Regions from separate parts of the Zea mays genome. Here region 2 is linked to region 1. Evidence: chromatin contacts called from public Hi-C data. All regions are on one chromosome and are shown on one strand. The core of a region is the stretch at or near the end of the contact, and the rest is flanking DNA. Distances in the headings are between cores, read along the strand shown.

What was found. A called contact is a pair of places that touch in the nucleus more often than the background predicts.
Region 2: a contact with region 1 is called in a Hi-C map of ear, with 2.1 times the contacts expected there. The contact joins the promoter of LOC100277947 here to the enhancer-like site in region 1. A contact is called at or near these places in 2 of 25 Hi-C or Micro-C datasets (ear and leaf).

Annotation. Positions count from the first base shown.
Region 1 is chr1:93,052,517-93,055,831 of Zm-B73-REFERENCE-NAM-5.0, forward strand. No RefSeq gene overlaps it. Among protein-coding and RNA genes, the nearest start is that of LOC542566, 66 kb to the left of the region's middle. Within about 2 kb of position 1,700, at least 6 of the 20 cell types and tissues checked have an H3K27ac peak or open chromatin away from gene starts, as enhancers often do. A contact at or near this core is called in ear and leaf, where this site is marked.
Region 2 is chr1:93,473,399-93,476,713 of Zm-B73-REFERENCE-NAM-5.0, forward strand. LOC100277947 reads left to right here and starts at 1,471. Exons shown (of 2, transcript NM_001371689.1): 1 at 1,471-1,892. The coding sequence starts at 1,530.

The DNA.
Region 1 (3,315 bases), core at 450-2,949:
CCTTCATCCAAGTCCATGCTACATTCTTTGTACTATAAATATATACAACATTAATCTAAATGATTATACTGATCATGAAACTAAAATCCGTTAATCAAATGGGTTGAACTCTATTTTCCTTGCAACTTCGATGAATCTCAAAGGGTGAAGCTGCTCCACACTGGATTTAGATAAATCCTAAATTTAGTTTCACTTTTTTATAATGGTAGAGCTCTACCAAACAAACCAACTTACCAGTGGATAAATCGATATGGGACTAAAATCAGTTTCAATAGTTCTGATGCATGGAAGAAGTGGATTCAAAAGGATGATGATAGTCCGATATAAGAATGAGAAGTTGATCAAGAGTGTTGGCCATGTTGATGACGTTGAGTTGTCCTAGAAGAGTTCATTGCCCTTAGTTGTTTGGTTCCGCTAAGTTTTAGTCCGTCACATCGAATATTTGGATGTTATTTAGAAGTATTAAATATAGTCTAATAATAAAACTAATTATATAGACGAGAACTAAACGATAAGATGAACCTATTAAACATAATTAGTTCATAATTTGCTCCTGTGATGCTACAGTAAACATTTGCTAATTACAAATTAATTAGGCTTAATGAATTTGTCCTCGTGTTTAGTCTTCAACTGTGTAGTTAGTTTTATAATTATACTATATTTAATATTTGTAATAGACATTCAAACAATCAATATGATATGGACTAAACTTTAGTATCTGGAATCAAACATCAGCGAGATGTTAGAATTTTTATACGAAGTGACCTTAAATTCCATGTGCAAAAATTCTAAAATTTCACAAGCGTATTTTGTCCATTTTTTAATGGGTTATGATATTTAAGCCCACGAATGAACATGAAAAATGCAACACCAATTAACATCATATTACTAATATGAGCAAAATTACTATAGACACGGGTTAATATAGTTACAATATGAGGCAAGAAGATACAGCATACTAAAAATAAAATTCTTGAAAAATATGGAATATGGCTTCAGATATACAATACCAGAATTGAATGACTACGCAATAGTTGAAAAAAGTTAGTTTCAAAGGTCATTATAATCAACCAAATTGTAGTACGTCATTTTCTCGAATTATATTGCCAGAATAAATCAGAAACTCACAATGAGAATATATTGGTCTACATGTGAATCAGAAATCAGTTCACATGAAAAAACTATGAACATGCAGTTACATGTGTTGCATAGCTCCAGAAAGTGGTTTCACAAATCCATAGGCAAAACTATGAAGTTAGCGCAGAATCAATTGCCAACATCCTAATAGGTAGAAGAGGATTAACTCAAAAGGCACTAATATAAAAGCAAGTATAATAAGTTGATATAGACGGTTGTAAAAGATGTAATGTGAAAGAAAGAGATAAAAAACGGATTGACCATTAGCAGCCAATTTAGAGTGTGTTGCATGACTCAAGGCTCTGTGTATGAGAGAGGTTGATGAAGTATTAAATATATATCTTGTGTCAGGAGGGAGTTATTATATAAGTAGATTTTTACTATAATTTGTTATATATATGTGATATGATAACATAAAAACTGCTATTAGTTGTATTATTAAACTTGCTCTAAACGACCGAAAACAGAGTAGCCAACCAAGAACAATACTAGTTGGGCTGGGTGTGGCATCATGCATCCGTATGCTCACTGGAAACAAAATAATGGGCCCTTTTTGGCATTCATATGCTCACTGGAAACAAAATAATGGGCCCTTTTTGGCATTCATACGACCATAAAGTCCATAACGAATAGAGAACAAGCACTGGAAAGGGAAAACGGGCCCTGACGACTAACGTATAGGAAACAGCCCCAGCCAATTAGCAACTGCGTTCTGAAGCATTGAAAATACAAGGACAGATGTAGCTAGCCACGACAAAGTTTGGCCAGGAAAAATATGGCTCACTTCAATAGATGGTCTCGCGATGTAACATACAGTCCTATATTCTAGTTATTAATGAATAAAAACATATATGATTCTCTATTTTTTTAGGAACCAGGGCACCAATGTCAGACAACCGCTAGAGCGAGATGAAATGATGTCCCCATGAACCACTGCTGCACAATGCCAATCATCAGTCCGTCAACAGTAGATGAGCTTCAATGGCATCCTCCTACAGCTGATCAGTCTACTTCCCAGTGAGCGTGGACGTGCAGCTTTCTGTGCCTAGCACATCCATGCCACGAACTGGACGAGAAATCTCAATCTCGTTTGGGGCCGATTGAGCATTTGGCACAACAACCACTTCTTCCAGAAGTAGAAGTTCAGGCAAAGGAGCTTCACTAGAAGATGCATTTAGCATTTATGAAGATAATCCGACTGACGCATCGCAATGATCAAATGATAACTTTCGAACGACCACATCCAAACATGGAAGAACAATCGTCATCACAATTTTGACATATTTCACCCAGTCATCTTTAGAGCCTATGTAGATCAACCTTCGGAATACTGCCCCAGATGCAACATGGGACAATAAGCCCTCAATCAATATGCCAGGGTCGTTTAAATTGCAACTAATCTCCTCACAATCCCTAGCGAAAATCTGGCCAAAACAGGGCCTTTCATCGAACATAACCGTCACCTTCTTCATTCTATCAAAACTAACATTCTCATAAACATCGTCATCCACGCTTCCTCCATGGTATAGTGTCACTAGGGTGTCCATCTATTGCAAACACGAATTCATAACTCAATAACCATTAAAGATGGTACCTCACTAACACTATCAACTAATGCCTAACTAATTACTATCCCCATCTACTAATCTACTAATGCCTAAATACTTACTAAGCAATAAATAAGTAATAGCTAGTTACTAACTTATAACTATATACTAACTATTAAATGACCACATCAAACAGAGTTATATAATCAAAGAATACTTTGTGAAAACAAGGTATACCTGAGGTTGCGGTGGAGACAAGGTACCGGTGGCACAGGTGGAGTCGTGCAGCCTCATATCTACAAAAAACATATTACTTTTAGTAAAAATTTCGACAGCACCTCCCCTATACGGGGATGCTTCTAAAACCTGCAAACAAATGGACAACACGATTGATGACATGCACATTCACTAACAGATGACCAACACGAAGGTTGACATCCACAGTCACCAAAAAACTAGATAACAAAATTACAAAATAACCAACATCCACATTCACTGCACAAACTACCAAGTTTACTAATTATATTCTTATAAAAATGTAACATATATGTAACCTAACTAAATTAATAATTTGCTAACTAACTTAATAAATATATATGTAACCTAACTAACTAATGCTAACTAAATTACC
Region 2 (3,315 bases), core at 221-2,720, 420 kb after region 1:
CTTCGTCACGTATCATTTGCCACACCTTGGCTAGTGCGGACACGCGCTGGCGCTTGGCCTCCAGTATCTCTTTTTGCCTCTGTAGATTGCGGTTCTTGAGGCGCAGGGGGCGCAGCTGTAGCTGTTCTTCCGCTGAGACGCCGAGGACCTCGCAGTCTTCGGTGAGGTCCGCGCCCTCCGGTGGGGCGAAGCCTGGGGGGTTGCGATTGTCCTTCAGGGCCGCAGGTGCCGAGAGCATCGTCTTCGCAGGTGCGGAGAACGTCGTCTTCAGTAGCCTCGTGGTGAGTGGAGTGGGTGAGGGCGAGGGCCTTGCCCTTTTTTGCGGCCAGCAGTGCTGCCTTCGCAGCCTCGTCAGCCTTCGAGTTAACTTTCTTGGGTGCCATCGCGGGTGGTTTTTTCGTCGCACGAACGGTGGGCGCCAAATGTTGGAACTTGCTCTCTGCAGCAAGGGGATCCAACGGGGGTGTGTAGTGACGTAAACAGGGTTCTCGCGCTGGATGGCAATAGCTCTGTTCAATCTCGCCTCTCACGGGCACTGTGCGGGGGTATTTATAGGTATCTGAGTGCCCAGCGTCCTGTGTTAAGGACGCATGTGCCCTCATACACCTAGGTTATCCCCGGAATATTCCCATAAAGCGGGGTTACAGACCGTAATTACATGGATGCCTTTACAAATTAGGCCCGTAACGCGCAGCGGCCACGCAGGGCCTGTTACAATGGGCCGGATCACACGTGGGCCTCTACGCTGGACGAGGTCGCGAGATGGGAAGACCTCGTCACAGGTCTTCGTCCGATGACGTATGGGACGAAGGGTGAGCCTGTCCGTTGTCTTGTCTCCGTTGGTCCAACGACTGCGGCGAAGGCATCGAGCGAAGGGTGGCGTGTTCGCCTTCGCCCTAACACATCAAAAACTGCTCCAGACCATTAAATACCTAGCTTTTCGATCCACTTATATGAAAATCACTTTAGTCAAAACGTCTAAAATCAATGTGAACACAAAATTAACCGAGTCTTTACGATATTAGAAAATCGTCACTTTCTACATTCTAAATCCTATAACTCTTAGGGGGTGTTTGGTTAGAGGGACTAAAGATTAGTCTCTAGTTTTTAGTCTCATTTTTGCCAAACACTAGGACTAAAATATGGACTAAAATGATTTAGTCTTTAGTCCTTCACATAGGTGCTAAAAGAGACTAAAAATCTACATGAGTGTATTCCAAGGGCATTTGAGTCTTGTGGACAATGTATTTAATAACTTTAGAATCTATTTAGTCCCTAAAACTAAACAAGTATGACTAAAATTTAGTCTTAAGACTAAAGTTTAGTCCTACGACTAATTGAAATCAAACATGGCCTTATATCACGATATTCACAGCCATCCACTTTGCAGCCTTAAAAAAAGCTGAATCCCGTATCAGCGCAGAGGCAAAGGGCCCTGCGGCGACGAAGTGCTCCGTTCTCCGTTCAGTAATCGACATCCCAATTCCCTACCTACGAATCCCCCGCTCCACACCGTCGCCGCCGTCGAAATGTCGGCGATGGGATACGACCAGGGCCTGTCTACCCACGGCGCCTCCTGGCCGCAGCGATCCGACTACGATCCATACTCCTACGCTTACTCCCACCACATCGTCGCTGCCGCCGCCTCCTACCACCAGCCGCCCCCACCGGGAACAGAGCATGCTGCTCCCACATCCGCCGCCTCGTCATGGTCGTCCGCAGCAGGAGCATCGAACAACGTCGTAGTGGGCGGGCCAGGCGCGAACCCTCTAACCGTTTCCGCACTGTCACAGCCGACCATCTTCGCCGCCTCGATCGGGTGGTCCGGGCACGGTGTAGGACACCTTCCGTACTACGACCCGCAGTACCCGCCGGCGCAGCATCCCACAGCGGTATTCACACACCTCGCTGGCGTCTTTGTATTTAATGCTGTGTACAAATGTCATCAGTAGGGTAAAAACTCACCGTTGTTTGCCGAAAAGAAAATATATATTCTACCTCTGAACTTTGCTGAGATAGCATTGGTGTAATGGTACTGTCCATTAGATTACGATCCAACCACAGATGCAACCATGGTTTGTTAGGGGTTTTTTATAAAGATTATTGAGCTGGTGGTGAAAGGGTTTAATGTTAAATGTGACCTACGGTTGGATCACGATCTAATTGATCAGATGGTTTGCTTGCATGTTTGCACAGAAGGATTGCCTGCATAGCAGTCGTTGCCGATGATGTGTCCCCTTAGTTACTCCTTGATTTATGAAAGGAAATCTATTCAGGCTCTTGAAATCGTTGATTATAGTTACTCCTTGATTCATTAAAGGAAGTCTATTTCTTGAAGCCTTTGATTTGATTGTAATTCTAGAAGGAAGGTAAATGGTTTCTTTAAATGAGTTTCTGTGTCCGTATTGTGAGCAACTGATGAATGCACATGGATGATGGACTGTGGTGCATTTGGTGTTTCAGGTTGTGCTAATAGGTGATAGGCACAATCTTCTAATTTCCATTCCGGAGGCTGTTCTAGTCTGTCTTTTGGAATGGAACGTTATGGTACCAACCTATACCGGTGTACCATTCTGGATTTTATAATAATATATGAGTATGCCTATACATATATATACTTGTGTGCACACAAAACTTTAGTAATAATCATGCTTGGATTGAGTACTTCAGATTGGTGAATAGCAGCGGCAGTGCGAAACAACCAGTTGGCTTCTTGTATTCCTCTAGTTTAGTCGAATCAATTATAAATGATCTATAGCCAAACATTTATTCGACATATCTGATTTGTATAGTTTTCCAGAATTAGATGGACCTCTTGTGAACTCATTATATTTGCTGCATGTTTCAGTCTGTTTTGTGTATAAAGTAAGATATGTATTTGAAAATATTATGTTCTTTATTATTAATGCTGGAGTTTTGATGGGCTCTTCCCTGTATCACATGAAAATTTCTTTGTATGGATTCAATGGATAGATAATTGTATTGTATAAATTGGTTTGCTTAGACGTTATAGGGTTGAATTTTGGGGTGGTCCATCATCTTCAGAATGAGTTGACCACTGCCACCTTATTCCTCACAAGCTAACAACTAGTATAAACATAAAAAACTCGACCCGCGGAGGTAAGACAACTCTCAAGCATTGATGTCATGGACCTTCGATCCATGGGGATAGTTGTCTTCTCCGGCGAGGTTATACCTCTGCCGCAGGCTTGGTTCTAGGGTAGCAGCCCTAGGCGCTTGAGAGTCATTGCAAGAGAGAGATTCGTTTGATAATATATTCCTTATTCTTTTGTCTCCTGCGTACATGCCTATATA